Regions from separate parts of the Oryctolagus cuniculus genome. Here region 1 is linked to region 2. A link is a contact called in public Hi-C data. All regions are on one chromosome and are shown on one strand. Each heading gives the region's core, a stretch centred on a gene start, on an enhancer-like site or on the middle of the called end of the contact. The rest is flanking DNA. Distances are from core to core; before and after follow the strand shown.

Region 1 (6,620 bases), core at 3,839-6,338, 450 kb after region 2:
CCACAGCTGCCGGCTTGGCCACGACTGGCGCATGTCCCCCGCCGTCCAGATGTCTACGCTCTCGTGTTGGCCGCAGGCCCCAAGGTCTAGGCCACTGCTTACCCAGGCCACTCGTCCACTCTGCTTCTCACACCTCAAACCTCCGGCGCAGACCCCTCCTCTGCCTGCTCCAGAGCTCCACAGCCTCCCGCCGAGCGCCAGGAGCCCCGTTCCTCCCTCGTGGGATCCCTGTGAGGTCGCCGGATCCGAGCAGCCTGCGCCACGCAGGCGGGCTCGCAGGCAACACCGTTACAGGCACGGCACCGCTGCCCGGGGCCTCGAGCTCTCCCGGCTGCACCTGCTGTCTGCAAGCCGCACATTCAGCCCCTTCTCTGTGCCAGAACCTCAGCCCGAGCTCCAGAAGCCTGGTCACGGGCTGGCCGCCTGCTAACCCCTCCCCGCACGGGCCCTCTCGGCCTCACGGCCCGGCTCTCACTCCTCCCTGCTCCGTGGTCTCTGCTGCTGGAGCCTCGAGGTCACAACGTGACCCCAGATGGAGCCGAGGACGACACCGGGGCAAAGCAGGGAGCTGCCAGGGTCCCTTCACCTGTGTGAACGGGCACAGACATGTCTACACCTGCAGGGGAGACGACGTGACTGTGCACAGACGGTGGGGCAGGAAACTCAAGACAGGGACAGTGTCTGCTGCAGTGACTGGGGTGTGAGGGCTCCTGTGAGGCGGGTGACTGGCGTGCAGCTCACACCTGTGAGGCAGGCGACTGGCGCAGCTTCTCTCCCGCTGCGGCAGCTGACCCTGCTGGGTAGCAGCTCACCCCCCTCGGGCCGGTGAGTGCTGCGTGTGGCGTTCCTGCTCTCCGGGGCAGGCGGCACTGGCCTGGGGGCTTCCTCTCTCCAGGCCGGTGGCTGAGGTAGGGCGTTGCCTGGCCCTCTGGGAGGTGGCTTGCGGCCAAGCGTCTTACCCTCCTGGGCAGTTGACTGTGGTGTTTGTGACCTTCTCTGTCGTATCATTTACTGCAAGCTGGGAGTTCACGGCTAAACAAAGCGAAGCTGAAATGCAAACTCTCCTTCCACGGCAGGCCCAGCTGGTGGCACCGCGGCTGTTCTGTGACCGACGAAGCACTGAGGAACAGACACGAACCCCAGACTGCCTCTCACGTGCACCGGGGGCAAAGACCCCTGCAGCTGGGCCAGCCACGGCGTTGCTCCTGCCGTAGGCCTCGGACGGAAGGTCCCTGTGCCTCTGCTCTCTGCAGCGTGGTGGGGAGCGGGGAAGCTTTGCAGAGGCCACGCCCCGCCATGGGGTGGTGACGCCTCGGGCCTGTGGGAGCGATGGTTGACTTGGGACTGAAGATGTGGGATTCCCAGTCTTGTTTTGTTTGGAAAGCTGCTCACATGGGCTTAAATTCCAAGGGCTGGGCCGGCGTGGTGGCGGACTGGGTACAACCACCGCCTGGGACACCAGCGTCCCCTGTGGGAGCTGGGAGTCCCCACTGCTCCACTTCTGATCCAGCTCCCTGCTAATGGCCTGGGACAGCAGCAGCAGATGGCCCAAGTGCTTGGGCCCCTGCACCCATGTGGCAGAGTCAGGTGGAGCTCCTGACTTGGGCCTGGCCCAGCCCTGGACACTGCAGCTATCTGGAGAAGCAGCAGGTGGAAGATCTCTGTCATTCTGGTTTTCAAACAAATCAATTATTTTTAAAAATCCAAGGGCTGGCCGGCACCGCGGCTTAATAGGCTAATCCTCTGCCTGTGGTGCTGGCACACTGGCTTCTAGTCTGAGTCGGGCGCTGGATTCTGTCCCGGTTGCTCCTCTTCCAGGCCAGCTCTCTGCTGTGGCCCCAGAGTGCAGTGGAGGATGGGCCAAGTGCTTGGGCCCTGCACCCCATGGGAGACCAGGAGAGGCACCTGGCTCCTGGCCTCGGATCAGCGCAATGCGCCAGCTGCAGCGGCCATTGGAGGGTGAACCAATGGTAAAGGAAGACCTTTCTCTCTCTCTCACTGTCCACTCTGCCTGTCAAATAAAAAAATCCAAGGGCTTTCAATTTTGGATTCTGGGAGGTCTCGCATCTGCACGGCAAGGGCAGGGGAAGGTCACAAGGACGAGGACGGAGGGAGGGGAGCAGGGTGGGGCCCCACCCAGGAGTGAGAGCAGAGCGCCCAGCCCTGCGCTGGCCGCGTCAGCCGCCGTCCTGCTGCGACCACATTGTGAGGGCGGCACTGTTCCCACATCCATCTCTGCCTGCGAGGTGTCGCATCTCCCGGCCTCCCCGCGGCTCTCACGGCTTCCTGTTGTCTGCAGCTGCGTGTGGTGTTAAATGCGATGAGGCAAATGTCCTTCCCACTGCCTCTTCCACACCTTCACGCTGACCCAGCTCTGAGTCCACCTGTGGCCCCGGGGGCCTGGGCTGGGAGAGGCAGCAGCAGTCTCTCTGATGCATCGATGCCCCGGGAATGCAGGGTCAGTGCTGCTTAGAGACAGGACAGCAGTGTTGGCAGGTGGCCCCGGCACAAGGGCTGGAAAACAGACTCCTTCGCAAAAGGAAAGAGAGGGGCCTGCCCCCGTACCTTGGAGACCCCTGGCATCCTCCAAGCCCTCCGCCCCCAACCCTGAGCGTCTCCCCCAAAACTCTCGGCTTTCTAAGCCCATCAGCTTGGCTCCTCTCTCTTTTCCTGGGAATTCTCTGGTCCCTGCCCATTCCCCCTCCCACTTCTCTCCAGCGGCCTGGACATCCCACATGCCCCGTTCATCGCCTCCTCCTCCTCCTCCAGGTCCCTTCTCTGCCTTCCTTGACCTTAATAAAGCCACTTTGTGTCAGTGTTGTCACAGGTGCCCTTGCCTTTCACTGCCAAGTCCCTCCAGATGGAGGCTGAGCCCGTGGCACTGCCGCCCATCTCCCTCGAGCCCCAGGGACCCTCTGGCCTGCTGGGCCTGGGCTCGCTGTCCCCAGGGCCTGGGCCTCTCCCAGGCCTCCTCCCCTCGTGTTCCCCTCACCCCTTGTACTATCAGGACGCCATGCGGGCCTCCCACACGCACCGCGGCTTGGTTTTTCCTGCCCTGGTCTCTTCTCCAGCTGCAGCGGCCCCAGCCTCACCCAGCGACTCCGGCCGTGGTGTGTGTGAGCAGGACACAGGGACAGAGGGTGACGGCTCCCTGGTGGAGTGCGGAGCCCGGCTCTCTCTCCTGCCCAGACCCAGGCATGACTACCTGCTCTCTCGTATGCTTCTGCATTGCCCTGCTGCCCCTCGGGGCCCCTCCGTGGTGACTGCTGGGCCCCAGTGGCTGTCTCTGAGGGTCTGGGCTCCCTTCTCAAATGAGCCCATGAGGCCCGGGGCCACCTCCCTAGTAGAACGTCTTGCGTGGAGTGGCGGCTCCATAAGCACCTGTTTGCAGATTATTTGTTCTATTTATTGTGTCACTTTCATGCAGACCAGAGAAACTGGAATCGTCACAAAGCAAAGATCAGAAACAAGACCTGGAGATACAGACGCTGGGTCCACACCAAGACCTGGCCACCCCAGGACAGCCCAACCAGAGGAGAGGCTCCTGTCACACTTGACCAGGTGGAGCAAAGGGCGTCTCACAGTGTGGATGCCGTCAGGCCTGGAGCCGGTGAGCGAATTCTGCCGCACTGTGTAACAGGAGGCTGCAGTCCACTTTGCAGGCTCCTTAGTGAGGTAGAGCAGGCTTGCGCGGGCTGGAAGGCAGGGAGCCTCTGCCCACTGACCAGACCTCCTGGCCTCACCGTGGACAGCAGCACCAACAGCCCCACAGCCTGGGGACCAGCGTGCAAGTGACACGAGCTGGCCCTTCTCCGTGCCTCTTGTGTCTGCATCTATGCAACGGGACCCACACATCCTCCTCCCCAGGCCCCCCAGGACGAATCCTCAGAATAACCAGCCTGGCGCGCGTCCCCGGGTGGGATCACTGTGAGGTTCAGAGCAAATGGCCGCGCCTGGAGAAGGAGCTATGCAGCAAGGACGGGCAAGCGGCCCCGGCGTCTCCGGGGCCCCCGAACGCAGCTAATGATACTGCCTGCCTCTGGGGTGTCCACAGACGTGGACGGTTAATGACGGCAGAGTGCTTTGAGGTAATGAGCTGCTCAGAAGGGCGGCTCTGATGTTGATAATGACGGGCCTGTGGCCGCCGGCTGCACAGACTGCAAGCACTGGCTCAGGGCCTCGTTTCAGGGCTGGCATTTTTGAAGCTAACAGAATGCTTTTAGAGTGATTAAATGATGTGTCAGAGGAACTTCCTGCGTTCATCCTGGGGTCCTGGGTCTTTTGTTGTTGCTGTTGTTAGAAAAACTTAAAATTTGATCCTAGAGCGAAATAGTCTCGAATTAATTCACGTGGATTCCTCTTTATCTGAGGCCCAAGAGACACCAGAGGTCCCCTGTAACACTCAGACACCGTGAAACAGCGAGTCACTCGTTCTACTAAAATTACTTGGTGTGGCTATAAACCACACCACAGCCACTCCCTTTTGCCCAGGGTAAAGAATTTCCCTTGACAGCCTGTCAAAGCCATGCACAAATGGGCCCAGGCTTTGCCCTGGAAGGCCATGCTCCGTTTCTCTGCAGCAGTGTGGACAGATTTACGGTGACACCAAGGTGCGAATTCAGACTGCGCCCCATAGACGGGTCGTTAAAGACGATTTCCACAGCACATCTGCACCCTGCACACGGCTCTGCGGGAGCTCAGCCCGCTTCTTTAAACAAAGAGCAGCCCCTGTGCAAGGTGTCCCTGAGCCACAGATGATTCTCGCAGAGGACGTAGCCCTGATTAATGACCCGGGCGCCTCCTCCACTCTCCGGGGACTGCTGTCACCCCGGGCAGGCAGCGTCCCCTACAGCCATCCCCAGACCCAGTCCTCACTGGCCGAGACGCACAGGTTATTTAGAGGACGTTTGCGCGGGTCTTCCATCAACCACACACGAATGGAAATCTCATTATCAGGTCAGGGTCCCAGGCTCCTTGCTCACTTTCGCCATCTGGTGACGCTGAAGCACTCCACCTGCTACAGCCAAAGGGAAAAGCGAGGACCATTTGACCTGAACTGATGGCCCTTTAGGAGTCTCCCACTTCCTCTCACAACCGTGGTGTTGCCTTAGCAAACAGCGCCACCCCCCGTCGCGCCAGAAGCAATGCAACGCAACACACAGCTGGAACCCGAGGGAGAGGGGCCAGGCAGGTGTGTCTCCAGCAGCTCGCTCACCCAAACTGGCACAGCAGCGGAAAGAGCGAGCAGGCGGGGGAAATGAACAAGGTGGCTGCTTGCGTTCTGTGAACCTACACACAGGGAACCTTGAGCAGGGAGCTCCCAGGCCCACCCAGGAAGTGCTGGTGTTCACTGATGCCTCAGGCCAGGAACCAGCCTTGGCATTCCCAGACCTCTGCACTTCGCTGCCCAGGAAACCAAGTTGCCAGGAGTTACCTAAGCTGCCACGAAGCAGGTGCGTGGTGGAGCCAGTCTCCGTCTGCGGCCCCAAACCCCATCTTCCTCCTCCCGGCTGCACCAGGTTTCTGGATGGCCGTTGGGCTCGCGCTTCAGGTGCAAGTGCTGGCTGACGGACTCACTTCACCTGGGCTCCAGGCAACGCTGGCAGACGCTGGGGGGGAAAGCGGAGGCCGTGCACAGCTCAGCAGCTCTGCCTCACCCAGCGCCTCACGCTCGTCTCCACAAATGGCCCACCCCGCCCGCGTCTTCCTCATCTCCCAGCCCTCACTGTCCCTGCTTCTCCAAACCTCAGCACCACCAGCTCACCTCTCCCTGGTGCTCACGTGAGCAGGTGTCTGGAGGAGTTGATGGGGCCTCGCGGCTCTGTCCACTCTGCCGGGGAGACGTGAGGAGGCTGTGGATCAGGGAGCACCAAGGCGTGCTCAGCACAGCCCGGCGTGCGCAGGAGACTCTGGATGACCTTAGCTTGGCTGGGCTTTCCTTTCAGAATCAGTTGAGGACAGCAGACCCTGTGCTTGTGTCTTACTCTTCTCTGTGTTACTGTCACCCTCGCAGGACTGACAGATGCCGCCCCGCGTCACCTGGCAGCAGGGCTGCACGCCCGCTTTGCTGGAAGGCTGGGAAGGCCTCATTTTGTCTGCACACTTGGCAGGCAGGCCCGGGGCTTGCCCGTGGTACTCAGCAAACAGCTGCTAGGATGAAATGAGCTTGGGAGGCCGGCGCTGTGGTGTAGCAGGTAAAGCTGCTGCCTGCAGTGCCAGAAACCCATATGGGCACCGGTTCGAGACCCGGCTGCTCTACTTCAGATCCAGGTCTCTGCTATGGCCTGGGAAAGCAGTGGAAGATGGCCCAAGTCCTTGGGCCCCTGCACCCACATGGGAGACCTGGAAGGAGCTCCTGGCTCCGGACTGGCGAAGCCGTGGCTGTTGTGGCTAATTGGGGAGTGAACCAGCAGAAGGAAGCTCGCTTGCGCTCTCGCTCTCTCTCTCTCTGCCTCTCCTTCTCTGTGTAACTATGACTTTCAAATAAATAAATGGAAATGAGCTTGGATGTGGACCACAAACTGACTTCCCTTCTGCCAGTGGCCAGCAGGAAGCATGCTACGGGGCTCCAGGTGCTCCTAGACTTATGACCCCTGACCTCACCTCTACGGCCTGAAACA
Region 2 (6,045 bases), core at 3,012-5,511:
GTCTCCCATGTGGATATAGGGTCCCAAGGACTTGGGCCGTCCTTGGCTGCTTTCCTAGGCACATAAGCAGGGAGCTGGGATGGAAGGGGAGCCGGCCAAGATACTCACCAGCCCTCATATGGATCTGGTGTCACAGGCACTAGCTTAACCTGCTATGCCACAATGCTGGCTCTACCAGGAATTCATCTTTTAATGTTGTAAATGATATAAATTGGTGTGTCAAGATTCTAACCTCCCAAGATTTCTAGCAAAGTCCTTCAACTTGAGTAACGATGAAAAGCACATTATTGGTTTTTCACAATGTCTTTTTCCCAGCTATGATTTCTTTGAGCCTAGATTTTCTGTAGACAGGACACAATCCCACTTCTGGTGTCAGTACTGCCTAGTCCAAAATTTGCTGGCATGTGGCTCTGAGTGGCTTTTGTAGATCTTTTAGCCACAGTTCTCTTGCTCTAAAAAAGGAACTTTTGGAAAAAAAAGATTTTATTTATTTGGTTGAATTACACACAGAGGGAGAGGCAGAAAGAGAGAGGTCTTCCATCTGCTGGTTCACTCACCAGATGGCCGCAATGGCTAGAGCTGCACCAATCTGAAGCCAGGAGCTAGGAGCCTCTTCTGGGTCTCCAACGTGGGTGCAGGGGCCCAGGACTTGGACCATCTGCTTTCCAGGCCACAGCGGAGAGCTGGATTGGAAGTGGAACAGCCAGGTCTTGAACCAGCGCCCACAGGGGATGCCGCCCATATGGGATGCCACAGCGCGGGCCCCTGGAAAAAGAACCTTTCATAAAGACGAGAAGTACAGTTTGCTTGTACAACTGCGTGTTCTGACTGCTTCACAGTCAGTTTGCCATTCCTGCCTTCCACACAGAATGAAAGGCATTGAGAAGATCTGTTCAGAACTATTGAGGGAAGACTGCTTACTCCTAGCACTTCTTTACAACATGGAATTTGGATACAGGTAGAAGTCTTGGGAAGTGAGCTGCAAGTGGAGCCAGTGACCAGCAGGTGCCGCTCTTGCACCTGTATTTCAACAGGCAACACAGTTCCTGCTTTAGAGACCAATCCGGGAGTACAGACAAGTTGGTAGGAAAATGGTCTTTATTACCCAGATGTGTCTTCTATTACCCTGATAGATTTCCTTCATCTGCTTTTCTGCACCTGTTTTCCGGTTGAACCCCTCATGGCCCAAGAACACTTGGTCATGAATGAATTTTATTTTATTTTATTTATTTATTTTTTTGACAGGCAGAGTGGATAGTGAGAGAGAGAGAGAGAAAGGTCTTCCTTTGCCGTTGGTTCACCCTCCAATGGCCGCCGCGGCCAGCACGCTGCGGCCAGCGCACCACGCTGATCCGAAGCCAGGAGCCAGGTGCTTCTGGTCTCCCATGGGGTGCAGGGCCCAAGCACTTGGGCCATCCTCCACTGCCCTCCCTGGCCACAGCAGAGAGCTGGCCTGGAAGAGGGGCAACCGGAACAGAATCCGGCGCCCCGACCAGGACTAGAACCCAGTGTGCCGGCATCGCTAGGTAGAGGATTAGCCTATTGAGCTGCGGTGCCGGCCATGAATGAGTTTTCTGACTGTAGAGATGTGATTTTCAAATTGTGGCTGGCAATTATCTTACATCAGAATTACATAACTTTCACTCAAAATGAACTCCCAGGCCCACCCCAGACCAGTATCTGAGCTAGGACATGGAAGTAGGTGTTTCCAATTCTAGAACTCCTTCAGCTCCTCACTGGACAGATTTGATCAGAATCAACCCCTGGGACATGAAAGTGATTTCTATTAGAGTTTGACCTCACATACTGGTTAAGAGCTGGTTAAATGGTCTCTGTGAAGCTGTTTCTGTGTTTGATGCTAGAGGTTGAAATCCACAGCACAGGCTGTTAAGGGGAGGCCTGTGGGGTGGGGTGGGGTGGGTGGGGCTGAGATGTGGTATGGAGTGCTGAACTCAAGGACAGAGTGGACTGTGACCTGGGACACCTGTGCCAGCCTCACTGCCTCAGACTTCCCACTTCATTAGTCAGTGCCGGCCTTCTGTGTTGTAGGCCAAACGTGCACCTGGCGCAGGAGCTGGGGATAAACTGAAGAAGAGCCTGGTGAGGGCTGAAGGAGCTGGGAGCCCTGGGAGGTCCACACCAGCCGATGAGCCAGCACAGACCCCCACCGTGCCCCGCCTGTGCCTGGGCCGAAGGCGAGGCAGCTGCTGCTGCCCCTTGGCTTGGCACCAGCCACTCGTCCAGTGCCTGTCCGTGGTTTTCATTACTGCATAAAGTTCTCTAGCTTCTTGCTCTTCAGCCCCTCTCGTGGGCCACCCTCCCGCCTCCTAGACGCTTCCCTTACTAGCTGTGAGCTGGTTCCCCCATCCTCACCTCAGAGATTGTGCTAAACCTGTTTGACTTCATGTAATGCCCCCTTCACTTTAACTCCTGAAAGTCCAGAAAATTGTTTACTGTCTTTGAGGTTCTCCCAACACAAACATTCCGTTTATTTCTTCTGAGCGTCTATGAACTTGGGGTTTAAGTTCAATATTAGTGCAATTCTTTGCTACTTTTTTTTGTTTGTTTCAAAGAATGACAGGACGGGGCAGGGTATGGGATTTTCCATCTGCTGGTTCATTCCCCAAATGCCCACAACAGCCAGGGCTGAGTCAGGTTGAACCCAGAAGCCAGGAACGCCAGCCAGGTCTCCCACGTGAGTGGCAGGGGCCAAAGTGCTTGAGCCATCATCCATTGCCTTCCCAGGTGCGTTAGCAGGAAGGTGGAAGGGAGGCAGAGGAGCGGGGCCTCAAGCGGGCGCTCCGATATGGGACGCAGATGTCCTGAGTGGCAGTTTAGCCTGCTGCACCGTCATGCTGACCCATCTCTGTTATGCAAAATTTGGGTGGCTGGAGGTACTCAAAGCCTTCTTAGAGGCACAGATATGTTTAAAGGATGCATGGTGTCTGCAAGCAGCTCAGACCCCTGGCTTGGGTCTGCTGGTGCAAAGGGACTTCAAACTCCTTGTTTTTAAGTTGTCAGTTCTGTGGGGCAAGGCAACGGTGTCCACAGGCAGTTTGGACAAAAGGGTGTGTGCAGGCACTCACTGTGAGTTCTACTCCACAGGACAAAGGGTGTTTGAGCTCTGTTTTGCCCTCAGGGTCACTATTGGTTTGTCTGTTGGCATCCTGTGCCTGGCTTTGCTCTTGAACAGGGAGGGTTCACAGGATCTATGTGTGCATTTCAAAATGGTGACCGTTTACTGCCCCCTCTGCTCTGGAGGAGCTTCCATGCCTTGGCTGTACGTTGGGATGAGTGGCTGCTTTGCTGCTTGTGTACCCTTTGAAAGACAGTTCTTCTACGATAGAATATTGTCGTTGATATTCATGGGCTTTTAGAATACGTACTCATTTTTATTTGAAAGGCAGAGGCAGAGAGATCTTTTGTTTTCTGTTTTACTCCCCAAATCCCCAGAACTTCCAGGGATACCAGGCTGGGCCATGCTGAAGCCAGGAGCTTAGAACTGGTACCCCTTTTGGGTCACAGGGCCCAAATACTTGAGTCACTGCTGCCCCCAAGGGTGAGCTTAGTCGGGAGCTGGATCAGAACTGCTGTAGACAGGAGGCAGACCGGGGTTGTTTCCATGTGGGATGTGACTTGACCACTGTGCCAGAACCTACCCCTGTAGGCTGACTTTTTCTTCTTCTTCTTCTTTTTTTTTTTTTTTAAGATTTTATTTATTTGAGAGGTAGAGTTACAGACAGTGAGAGGGAGAGACAGAGTCTTCCATCTGTTGGTTCACTCCCCAAGTGGCCATAGTGGCTGGAGCTGCGCCAATCTGAAGCCAAGAGCCAGGTGCTTCTTCCTGGTCTCCCACATGGGTGCAGGGGTCCAAGGACTTGGGCCATCTTCCACTGCTTTCCCAGGCCATAGCAGAGAGCTGGATTGGAAGAGGAGCAGCTGGGATTAGGACCAGCGCCCATATGGGATGCCGGCACTGCAGGTGGAGGATTAACCTACTGTGCCGCGGGGCTGACTTTTTCTAAAGTGTGGTCCTCTAATTTGTCCACAAGCAGGCCAACGGCCTGATCTCTGCACTGACTGTGCTCAGGAGTTGGCAGACTCTCAGAAGGCAGGGAGACCTTTTCTTCCCTGAGCATCAGGGCCCCATGTCCCTTTCCTAGAGACCACCAGATGGCAGTGTTGACACATCCAGCCTGGCCTCGGCCTCAGTGAGGACCAGTTAGTTGCCCAAGTTTTGTCAGTGCTCAGATTTGGCTGTGCTCCGGCAAAGGAACCTGGAGCCTGGTCATAAATCCTGTCCTGTAACCTGGAAGTAAGGACAGCCTGTTGATGTTCTAAATATCAGCGCATCCTGTAGTGAAGTGGGGAGGGCAGAACTGGCAGTGGTCTGTCCTGGGGTGTACTGGAGTGAGGAAGGAGAAGGGACTGGCTACAATTCAGGGAGACCAGAATCGGATAACGGATTTCTTCTGGAGCCATAGACTTGTAAACAGGGAGACTAAGGAGAAAGGGAGAGAATGTTCAAGTGGTTTGTCCAGGCAGGTGATGGGTGGCAGAGCTAAGATCAAGACTCAGTATCTCAGTGGTGGCACTCCCAGCTAATACGCCGGGGAAAGCAGAAGATGGCCCTAGTGCTTGGGTTCTTGCCCCGACGTGGGAGACCTGGATGCAGTTCTAGGCTCCTGGCTTCAGCCTGACCCAGCCTCAGCTGTTGTGGCCATTTGGGGAGAGATCCAGCAGATGGAAGACCTCTCTCTCTGTCTCCCACTCTCTGTCACTCTGCCTTTCATATGAATTTAAAAAAATTTTTTTAAAGAAAATGTGTGTATATGTGTTTTATTCTCCTCCTCTCTCTCTGGGTTTCTTTGTTTTGTGCTATCTGGTCCTTTTTGCTCCTGTTCATCAGTAAATTTCAGTTGGACCTTGTCATGATGCACCAAGGAGCGGAATCCATGTATGCCACTGAGGGTCTTAGCTGAAGATTTGGCAGAGGTGGCAGCAGTAGAAAATACCCACAAAGCCGTGAAGCAAGATCTCTGCCTATGGGAGTTCTGGGTTCCCAATCACACCATAAGAAAGAGCCTTTCACCTCCTGGGGCTGGCGTTGGTGTGGCACTTGCCTGCAGGCTGCAGGTTATTTTGCTTTGTTTCTTTTTTGCTCAGAGAGAAATCAAGTCCAAGACAGCCTTGTCACAGTGGGTGAGAAAGGGAAGTGTAACTATAATGATACTCTTTCCTAAAACAGAGGTTAAAACATGCTGTAATGTAGGGTCTGGGCAACTACTTGAACTCAGGGCTATCCTTGAAATGTTAATATGTGTAGCAGACTTGTTTATGGGTCCCTATTTAATTTTGTTTTTCTTTTTAAACACTGTTTATTTCAAAAGCTGTATCTTTTCTCCCCCTTTTCTATTCTGCATTCTTACTCCTCCTGTGCACAGGTCTGTCTGCTTTTCACAGCTGATTTTTGGGAGCCCTGCCTGGGCGGTAAAATTGGGGAGGCTGCTGCTTCCTCTGGGATGGTTTCACGTTTTCTTCTTTAAAATCCTGAGAGAGGCCGGCATTGTGGCATAGCAGATACAGCTACCGCCTGCAGTGCCGCCATCCCATATGGGCACCAGTTCAAGACCCAGCTGCTCCAGTTCCAATCCAGCTCTCTGCTATGGCCTGGGAAAGTAGTGGAAAATGGCCCAAGTCCTTGGACCCCTGCACACACATGGGAGACCTAGAGGAAGCTCCTGGCTTCAGATTGGCATAGCTCCGGCTGTTGTGGCCAAATGGGGAGTAACCAGCGGATGGAAGACCTCTCTCTCTGCATCTTCTCTCTGTGTAACTCTGACTTTCAAATAAATAAATCTTAAAAAAAAAAAAAAAAAAAATCCTGAGAACCTCAGCTTTGGTCCTGTAGACTACACCAGCCCTTTTCTTAGGGTTTCCTGGGAGATGCCACCTGCAAATTCTCTCAAAAATTCTCAGCATTAGGCAAGACCCCCAGGGAACCTGCCAGCCTTCTTGTGCATGGGTTTTGGGCTCATGAAAATT

Evidence for each region. Hi-C and Micro-C count contacts between places; a contact is called where the count stands out from the background.
Region 1: a Hi-C map of psoas muscle shows a contact between it and region 2, with 13 times the contacts expected there. The contact joins two enhancer-like sites. A contact is called at or near these places in 3 of 6 Hi-C or Micro-C datasets (ear pinna, psoas muscle and an unstated tissue).

Annotation. Positions count from the first base shown.
Region 1 is chr5:525,608-532,227 of mOryCun1.1, forward strand. No RefSeq gene overlaps it. Among named protein-coding and RNA genes, the nearest start is that of DYNLT2, 59 kb to the right of the region's middle. Within about 2 kb of position 5,089, at least 1 of the 8 cell types and tissues checked has an H3K27ac peak or open chromatin away from gene starts, as enhancers often do.
Region 2 is chr5:78,225-84,269 of mOryCun1.1, forward strand. No RefSeq gene overlaps it. Among named protein-coding and RNA genes, the nearest start is that of PSMB1, 22 kb to the left of the region's middle. Within about 2 kb of position 4,262, at least 1 of the 8 cell types and tissues checked has an H3K27ac peak or open chromatin away from gene starts, as enhancers often do.